Regions from separate parts of the Mus musculus genome. Here region 1 is linked to region 2. A link is a contact called in public promoter capture Hi-C data. All regions are on one chromosome and are shown on one strand. The core of a region is the stretch at or near the end of the contact, and the rest is flanking DNA. Distances in the headings are between cores, read along the strand shown. Region 1 holds the start of Aco1 (aconitase 1). Region 2 holds the start of Ripk2 (receptor (TNFRSF)-interacting serine-threonine kinase 2).

Region 1 (4,621 bases), core at 1,993-4,492, about 24 Mb after region 2:
GCCCTGGGGAAATGCTGAGACACCATTCCTAGAGAGATATGAAGAAATGTCTACTCATCCCAGACAGGAAACTGATCAGAGACCAAAGTACAGACACTGTCAAAGTCCAACTATCAAACCAGTGAGTTTTATTTGTGTTACTTATAGAAATATGTGTGAGGGGTTACTTATAGGAGCAGAAATTACTCAAAGACATCTGTATCACCAAGCCCACCCTATCATGGATGACAGTTCACACAAACTAGAAACGTGGGACACAATGCACATCCCACAAGCAATTCAGTGTTTTGGAGTGTTTTTTCTAAGTTGCATAGTTGGTACGGATCTCTTCCAGGCAGCTCTGCTGGTCTTTGCTTCTTCCAGGCAGCTTGGCTTGTCTGAGAGTGACTCTGAACAATTCTTACTGTTTATAGGTGCTTGAAGCAGGGAGTGATTCTGGTCAGTTCTAGGGACTTCCTGGAGCTATTTTGAGTCATTTATTTACCGTTTTAAGAAGATTCCCTGCAGGATGGCGTGTTTCATCTCCCTTTAAATATCCCGTCTTGAAACATCCCGTTGATTCACCTCCCCTTATAGCTTAAGAAGTTTATAGCTTAAGAAGTTTCCTTCCAAAGTGCAAGGCTAGGAGGATACTGCTACTCAACAGTTAGCTATTTCACAGAAACAAGCAGCACTGCACCTACTGGCTGCTGTTGAAGCTAAAACTTTTGATCCAGGAGCTGCTGTTCCAATCACGACCTCTTCAGCAAACTGCACTGGCTTTGGAAGACTCTGTTCTCCATAAAACAGAGATAGTAAATTCTAGATGAGTCTGCTCATTGGGAAGTTAGTTCTTCCTCCAGACTGGAGAAGAGAGTAACTCTCTACTGACTCGGGAAGAAAAACAAACTGTGATTGGTGCAATGTGGGGCTTGCTGTGATTGGTTCTTAAGTAAAGCTTGTCAGTTTGTTTATGCAGCACTTGTGATTGGTAAGGTAGAACTATGCACATGCAGGGGCTGTGGTTGGTGGAATTACAGTCCATACACAAGTATGTCATAGTCCCCTTCCGGCTATGTGAGAAGACTGTTTCCCCTAATTGTTTTTTTAATCTTCGAGACTTCTTCTGGGATTGCAATATTAGGCCTAGCACAACACCTAACAAATAATCTCTTTGTCTACAGTCTTAATCAAGCTAGGCAGGTTGTATGGAGGAAAATGCGACTTCCATATCTGATGGCACAGACAGCAGCACTGGCATTGGCAATGATGAGGTAGCTGAAGCATTCCAGAGTCATCAAGATCTAAGAGACCCCAACGGCCAAAGCTCAGAGCAACAACACAGAAGGCAGCTAAGAGTTCCCGAGCCCTTCAAGAGCTCTGAACTATAACACTAGGGAGTGGTTAAAGGGTTTCCAAAGAAAATGCAAGAAACTATGACTATATAGGAATAGCAAAAGTGTAAAGACAGGCAGGGGCTCTGAAGAACAAAAAGCAGAGACTGTAAAGCTTGGTCTCAGCCAAAGATCAGGAGTTATAACTCTACCTGCTGCAGAGCAGAAGGAAGCAAGAGCAATACACCTCTGCCCTGAGTACCTGGAATAACCAGCCTTAGGCTTGGACAGCTTGGAACTCAAATCCACCCTGTGATGAGTTCCTGGAACTCAGGGCCTTCAACACTAAGGGAGCAACCTAGAGCAGCAAAACCCATCGCTAGCCAAGTGCTTGACATACTAGTTACTAGTCATTCTCCCTATATGATGCTCGTTCGTGTTAACTCAATGTAGAAGCCTACACTGAATTTCCAAATGATCTGGGCAGCAAAACCTTACATCCTTTCATCTAGAGCTAATCAATCATGTTTCCAAATTCACATTGACTTGAGAGGCTAAACTGCTAAGCATGGACGGAACCCCCACTCAGTCTCACAGCTCAGACTTTAGATCGGTGGACAGCATGTGCTGTAATTAATGGGTTGCTGTAGGCTAAAACCAAGTTTTATATATAGAAAGTTTGCATTCTGTGTAAGCTACAGACATGTTGAAGTGTGCTCCTGATGTATACTTCCTGTGCTTTGAGCTAGTAATAACGGAGAAACTGCCTTTTATAAGAGCTGGGTGTGGTGGGACAGAACCTGCAGTCCCGGCACTTTAAAGGTAGATGTAGGGAGTCCAAGGTCTGGGGAGTTCCACCAAACAATGAGCTCTAAGCCTGCCTGGGGCCCATGAGTATCTGACTCAAAAATCAAACCAAAAACCCCAAACAACTAAACCCTCGGGAAGAAATCTAAAACAAAACAGTAGTTGGGGTAGGAATAGGAAGTGAAGGGCAAGGTGGAGGAGGTGGGGGACACTGGAAGAGGCACTCAGAAAACGTACTTACCACCCAGCATTTAAAAGAAAGGTGGCGTTTTGTGTGCCAACTTGACACAAATTAGTCATCAGAGAGGAAGGAGTCTCAGTTGAGAAAATGCCTCCATGAGATCCAGCTGTAAGGCATTTTCTCACCATTTTCTCAATGGGAGAGGGCCCAGCCCATGGTGAGTGGTCTCACCTAGGCTGGTAGTCCTGAGTTCTATGATAAAGCAGGCTGAGCAAGGCATGGAAGCAAGGCATTAAGCATCACCCCCACGGCCTCTGCATCAGTGCTTGCTTCCAGGTTCTAGCCCTGCTTGTGTTCCTGTCCTGACTTCCTCCAGTGAATTGGAAGTGTAAGCCAAATAAACCCCTTTCTCCTCAGCTTGCTTTTTGGTCATGGCGTTTCATCGCAGCAACAGAAATCCTAAGGCTCCCTACGTTAGTCAGGCAGTTACATGTCACACTCTGCCCCTCGTGAGGGACAGTCAGCCTTCTCCACGCTCCAAAAGAGGAAAAGCCTAGAAATCGGCTCTACACTTCCTGGGACTGAGCCACTAGCAAAGCTAGATGCAGCCTCGGGGCCCAGTTTCTCCCGCCTATGGGGAGGAGCCACGAAGATCAATAGCCTTCAGCTTCGGGCCTTCGGGCCTAGGAGGTACAGAGGGGTGGAGCAGGTCCTAGGCTCCGCCCCCGTCCGTGGCCACGAGTCTCTTGTTCTAGGGGTGGGACGGTGCCCAGCCCCTAAACCTGGCCATGTAGGGGCCTGGGACTCGTCCCTCGGTATGGTCTGCCTTCAGGCTCTGGAAAGAAGAGGTGTTCCCAAGCTCTGCCCCTTGGCCGCAACCTCAAGTCAGATCTGGGCCTTGGGGCGGAATAGGCCCTAGACTCCGCCCATCTGCCAAGATCGGAAGGTTCCGAAGGGAGGGCGCACCCGGACTAGACTGCAAGCTTCAGCCATCGCTTGCAGCTTCTAGAGGGAGGAGGTGCCCAGGCTCCGCCCCTCGGGGGGCGGAGTGAGGCCCGGGCCCCGCCCCTCTCCCGCAGCAGCTGGTTCCGGCCCGCTCTCCACCGGTCCCGCCTCGCTGCCGGAGCGTCCGGAGGACCGCTCAGTGGGAGGAGCGCGGAGTCGGCCTGGGACATTGCTAGCACCCGCCTGTGTGCTCCGGGAACTGCACTGTGAGCGGTGAGTACCACGCGGCCCCGGGGCGTCCGTGCAGGCCTTTCCCACGGGTGCAGACCCGAGGACACGGGGAGAGCTGCGGGGAGGCGGTGGAGCTGGCTCCTGGGGTGACCTCTCTACTCGCTCCCCAGCCTGCGTCGCTCTGGACTGGGAGTGGCTCTACTCGGCGCCCCGGGAGTTCTCGCCTTGGTGTGAGGGCCGCACCGCCGGGGTGTCATTGTGCCAGGCCCAGCCCACGGGATAGAAAGGAACGATTGTGCCCGGCAGATTGGAGTCCCCAGCACGGGGCGAAGGCAGGCGGGGTGAGGGTAAGAGCCCCCTCAGTGGAAGGGCATAGAGTCCAAGGTGATTGATTGAGAAACCCAAGGAGAACGGGACTGTACCACTCTGGCCAGCCCAGTGCACTAGAACCGCAGATCTCCCTGCAGCACGCATGACAGCCTCCCAGCAGAAGTTGCCGAACTTTTGCATTTAGGACCGGCAGCGCGCCTAAAGAACCTTTGTTATATAGATTGTACCTATTGATTTTTGCAGTGTATAAATACAGCGTATAGACACTTAATATACTTAATTCAGATAGACCGATTCTGTAGTTTCCAAAACACTGTTATTAAGAATGGCATTCTTTAACCTTCCTGCAAATCTCTGCTTAGAAGACACTCAGCCTGTTGCAGTATGACAGGTCATGTAGCTTCTGAAGACTTTTAAGTATATTGGTGAAAATGTAACATTGTATTGCTTAAAGAGTGGTTTTGACCGTCCAAACACCTGCGCCTGTGTTTCTCTGCAGCATACTTTAGAACCACCGAAGTAGCCAGTGCTTAGGAGGCATAGTTCACTGGGTTTGCCACTTTATTTATGGTTCTTCCATTCCGCACCGTGGAGGAGTTAACCTCTGATACCCAGGAGCACTCTGGACCTCACTTTCCAACGGAATACGAGATCCCCACAGTTGGTGGTGGCTTTGGGTGATGTTCATGTGTGCCTTGGTTGTTTCTGTGCCTGCTGAGTTGATGTGTGTAAACCTGATGTAGCACACCAGACCTGTGAGTTCAGGGAGGTGGGTGTGACTAGACCATGCCAAATGTGTAGGGGTTGCTGTAAG
Region 2 (4,676 bases), core at 729-3,228:
CATAAGCCTAGGCCTGTGCTCATGGTAAGATCTTAGACAGCAAGATAAAAGAATGCAATGCAGTAAGGTAGGGGATTGTGCTGGTTTTATAAAGACAATGCCCTATCCAATGCAAGGAAATTATACCATAAGTGGTTGGTGAATATGGGAAAGCAATACCATCCTGTCCATCTTTTTCCCTTGGCCTACAAATGGCACAAACGAAGCTTTGAAAAGCAGAATCAAAAGTGAGAAAGCAACTAGCTTTAGTCTACCTAGTGGTCTATTAGTGCTACATTTCCATAGACCATTCGTTTGCTTGGTACTAACCAACCTCCCTTTAAAGTTGACTACTTAGGCGCACGTGCTCGAACACGTGAACACACACACACACACACACACACACACACACACACACACACAGCACTGGCTCCACATACACTGTGATCTAGCCCTTGGAGGGAGGGAGGGCGCCTCCAGGCAGATGAAAGTCCAACATTCTACCAGGGCTGAAGCAAGAGAGTTAGTTATCTGATGCTGTATCTGACCTGATACCCAGGGTTAACAGCCTCTGACCAATAGGGCCGCTATGATCTCTGTATTTTCACACTAGATCCAGCAGGAGAAGAGGCCTGTAGCCACCAAGGTTAGCAAGTGCACTAAGAACTGAATGAAGGTCTAGTTCAATTTCTGATGGAAGTGAAACACACAAGAGTTCTGACTAGATCCATTGACTAACACATACAGCCACAGATCTATGGTATTTAGTTGTAATGTTTTCCTAGAAACAGAAACCAACGCTTTTTTTTTTTCTTTCTTCTGAATATGTGGGAGCTGGACACAAATAATACCAGGGCAAGGGATGGTCAAAACTTTTATTCTTCACAAATTTTGACCATTTAATAGCTTTTGATTCATTTTACTGTTACAAAAAACATTGCACACTTCCTTTGGGGACTTCCAAGGCAAGAGCTCGAATAACAACTGGTAATGTAGAATTTGATAACTGAACTTCATGAGGGCACGTAATAAACCACAAAGAAAACAAAACCAACCAAATCAAACCAAACCAAGCCATAATATGCAGGCTCAGGAGCAGGAGTGAAACACACATAAAACCCTAGAAAAATATTTTGACGTTTAATCAATATAAAAACACCGGTATAGTATTATTATTTTTCTTTTTAGTGCTAAATGCTCAAACTCCGGTGTGTATTTTGCAGTCACTGCGTACTTCATTTCCAAGAGCAGTTTTTAGAGTTCCACAGCTCTTACCGCTAACAGCTAGCTAAAACAAAGCAAAGCCCACAAGCACTGTACCAACACACGTCGGGTTCAATAAACAGGGTTTTAGAGGTGGCCGTGATTGCAGGTTTTTGGAGAGTGGGAACACCTCGGGTGGGAGGAGAGGCAGGGCGAGTTGCAAAGTCTGACGCACGTCCAGGATGGTTTCTCCCTTGGATCAGGTTAGCCCAAGGACTTAAGGACTCGCCGCGGCGGAGCCGGCGCATCGCCATAGTGCGGCCGGTCTGTGGACCACCCAGCCCGCGTCTGTGTGGGGCCCCGCGCCGGCGCCCTACCTGTCGAGCAGCGGCGTGTGGATGTGTAGGTGCTTCACTGCCACCCGCACGCGCCAGTCTGCGTGTCGTGCCGACGAGACCGTGCCAGAGGCGCCCCGGCTGAGGTAGTGCAGGTCGGCGAGCTTGTGGTACGGGATGGGGGGTAGCGCGCTGCAGATGGCGTCCCCGTTCATGGCTCCGGCTGCGCGGCGGCTCCGCCCGACCCTGGCCGCGGCGCTAGGTCCCGGGGCGGCCCATTCCCGCGTGGCCGCTGCAGTTCCGGCCCGGTCAGCTGTGCCAGGGAGCCCGTCGGGTCTGCGGCCGCGCCGGGGTGGACCGTCCTCCTCCCTCCTCCTGGACTCGGCGGGCTCCTCCCTCCGCCGGCCCTCCCTGGGCGGGCTCCTACCTTCACCAACTCCTCAGCCCCTGCCTCCTACCCCTGGCTTCTCCCTCCGCCGGCTCCTCCCTCCGCCGGCTCCTCCCTCCGCCGGCTCCTCCCTCCGCCGGCTCCTCCCTCCGCGGTCTCCTCCCTCTGCCGGCTCCTCCCTCTGCAATCTCCTCTCTCTGTGAGCTCCTCCCTCTGCCAGCTCCTCCCTCCGCCGGCTCCTCCCTCTGCCAGCTCCTCCCTCCGCCGGCTCCGCCCTCCGCCGGCTCCTCCTTCTGCCAGCTCCTCCCTCCGTCGGCTCCGCCCTCCCCCAGCTCCTCCCTCCGCCGGCTCCTCCTCCGCCCGCTCTTCTGTCCTCTGGCTCCTCCTTCCGCCGGCCCCTCCCTCTGTAATCTCCCATCTTTGCGGGCTCCTCCCTCTGCCGGCTCCTCCCTCTGCAAGCTCCCCTCTCTGCGGGCTCCTCCCTCTGCCGGCTCCTCCCTCTGCAGATCATGGGCGTGTCTCAGAGGCCTCCCTCCCCCCACAAGCCGGGTGGACATCGCTGAGGCTTGGAAAAGATTTCCTCCGGGGAAAATCCCTCCGGAGTTCTCCAGTCTGGTGTCAGGTGGGTCGGCTGGATTTTCCTTTGGCCCGAGTGTCTTCCTTAGACTCCAAACCCTGGACGTGATAGGGTGTGGGGTGACTACTGCTGGGGAGCCTGGTGCCCCACTTCCTGAGCTGTAAACCATCTGGTTGCTTCCACTCCAGTCTTTACTCAGTGGCTGCCACTTGTGAGAAGTGAGGTAGAGAGGCTAGCGCTGTCAGTGTGACAAATTGAGGTGTTTAGCTTATATGACTTGCTCCCTTACCAGGAAACGGTTTCTTCTTTTATTCCTCAAAGCCTACTCACAAATAGAAATATAAAACCATTTCTTGTGTTTGGGAAGTCTTCCATCCAAAAAGAAAAACAAAGGCAAAAACAAACAAAACCAAACAACCAAAATCCAGCACTATTTCATCTTTTTACTGTAAACACCTTTCTACTTAGATAACTGTTCAGTACGATGTTTGGCGCAAATATCTCATATTTGTGAGCGATATAGTTCCACGATCCTACACGCACCAGGATACTACAATCTGTAATTGTCCCTTATATTATTAGTGTAATATATATAACACCGACATTTCCTTCCCTATACTCTAGTTCTTAATAGTTTTTTACAAGTCTACATTCTAAGATTATGTTTTCTTGGGCTGGAGTCATGGGTAAGCCGTTAAGAGGGCTTGTTCTTCCAGAGGATCTGAGGTTTGTTATCAGTACTCGAATCTAGTAGCTCACAGCTGCCTGCTCTCCAGCTCCAGGGAATCTGACCAACACTTCTGGCTTCTGCAGGCAACACACATACACATAAACAAAATACAAAAATATAAAAATATGTACTTACAATATAATGTGTATATATCTCAACTAAGAATATATATACGTATACATGCTGTATGTATGTATGTATATATACACACATATAGGGATTTTGTAAGTATATACATTTAATTTTCATAATCAATTAATGATAGAAATCTTAAGACATTAACATTGAAGTAAATGTACTGGAGAAAAACTTAGACAAAATAGACAAATTAGCCTCAAAAATAAACATCACATCTATACTTTGAATTCATTTATTCAAAGTCCTACAAAATTATACCTGAATGTTATTAAGAATAAAGTTTATTTATGCCTTATTACATTAGTCTAGGAAATAGCAGCTTTAAGACATTCATATCTCATTTAGAAATAAGATACACACTTTTGCAAAAGAAGGCACTTTTTCAAAACCAGCACAGTTCCAAGTCAAGTGCAGTGGTATTGGTACCCGCTTATGTTACCATCCAGGGTCATGGACTGAGTTCAGTTTTTCCCAACAATTAAAGAATTAAAAGACAGAAAAAAAAAATCACAGCAACAGCAAGCAATCAAGTTCTGTTAATAGTAAAGTATGTGTGCAACACATGCACACATACACACACACACACACACACACATGCATGAATGCACACAGACACTCACAAGTGGATATACCGATCATAAGTGGGAAGGAGATAGAAACTGAAATCTGCTTTCCCCTGGAAGATTGGTAGTTGAGTGTTTTGGTGATATTGGGTGGGGTTTCTTCTCCCCTCTTTTTGCATTGATCAGTTTAAAAAGAGAGGTGTAGGTCCATAGTATCTCCCTGTGCAAGCTTTGACATATCCATGCTTTGCCTAGAACATGCCCAGGTAAGTCAGCCAGAAAGGTCACACTTTTGGGAAAGGCCAGAAGCTTGCTATCTTGTTGATTATCTACACACTGATTATTCCCTGTCTGCCTACTACCACTCCTCCAGACTAGCTCCCAGACTGCTGTAATCTCCAGGATTCCCTCCTCCTGGATACCCCTTGTTCTCTATATGATAGCAAGTCTCCCCACTTCTTCATGCGCACACTATTCTTGAAATTCTCTCTTGATGCTCTTCTGCTAATCTTGCTTTCCTCTGGGCCATGTCCAGTTAGCTTCCATTTCCCTTAGCTCTGGACTCTTCCAGATGCCCCAGAATGCCCCCCATACCCTTCTCTCTCATCCACAATAAAAACTTTGCTCCCAGATTTTTCTTGGTTTCTTTACTGTGCCCCCACTTACAAAGAACACAAGTATTCGTCACCCCCTTCTTCTTATAGAGAACATCTGACCACTTGTTTTAAGCCCTTGCTCCCTTGCTTTCTTTGCCATAATCAAT

The links. Promoter capture Hi-C pulls out the DNA fragments that hold promoters and counts their contacts.
Region 1: a promoter capture Hi-C map of pre-B cells shows a contact between it and region 2. The contact joins the promoter of Aco1 here to the promoter of Ripk2 in region 2. A contact is called at or near these places in 1 of 39 promoter capture datasets (pre-B cells) and 2 of 484 Hi-C or Micro-C datasets (CD4 T cells and CD8 T cells).

Annotation. Positions count from the first base shown.
Region 1 is chr4:40,140,023-40,144,643 of GRCm38.p6, forward strand. It overlaps Aco1 (aconitase 1), which reads left to right and starts at 3,243. Exons shown (of 21, transcript NM_007386.2): 1 at 3,243-3,519.
Region 2 is chr4:16,161,665-16,166,340 of GRCm38.p6, forward strand. Ripk2 (receptor (TNFRSF)-interacting serine-threonine kinase 2) reads right to left here and starts at 1,979. Exons shown (of 11, transcript NM_138952.4): 1 at 1,560-1,979. The coding sequence starts at 1,732. It overlaps A530072M11Rik (RIKEN cDNA gene A530072M11), which reads left to right and starts at 2,446. Exons shown (of 7, transcript NR_045765.2): 1 at 2,446-2,527.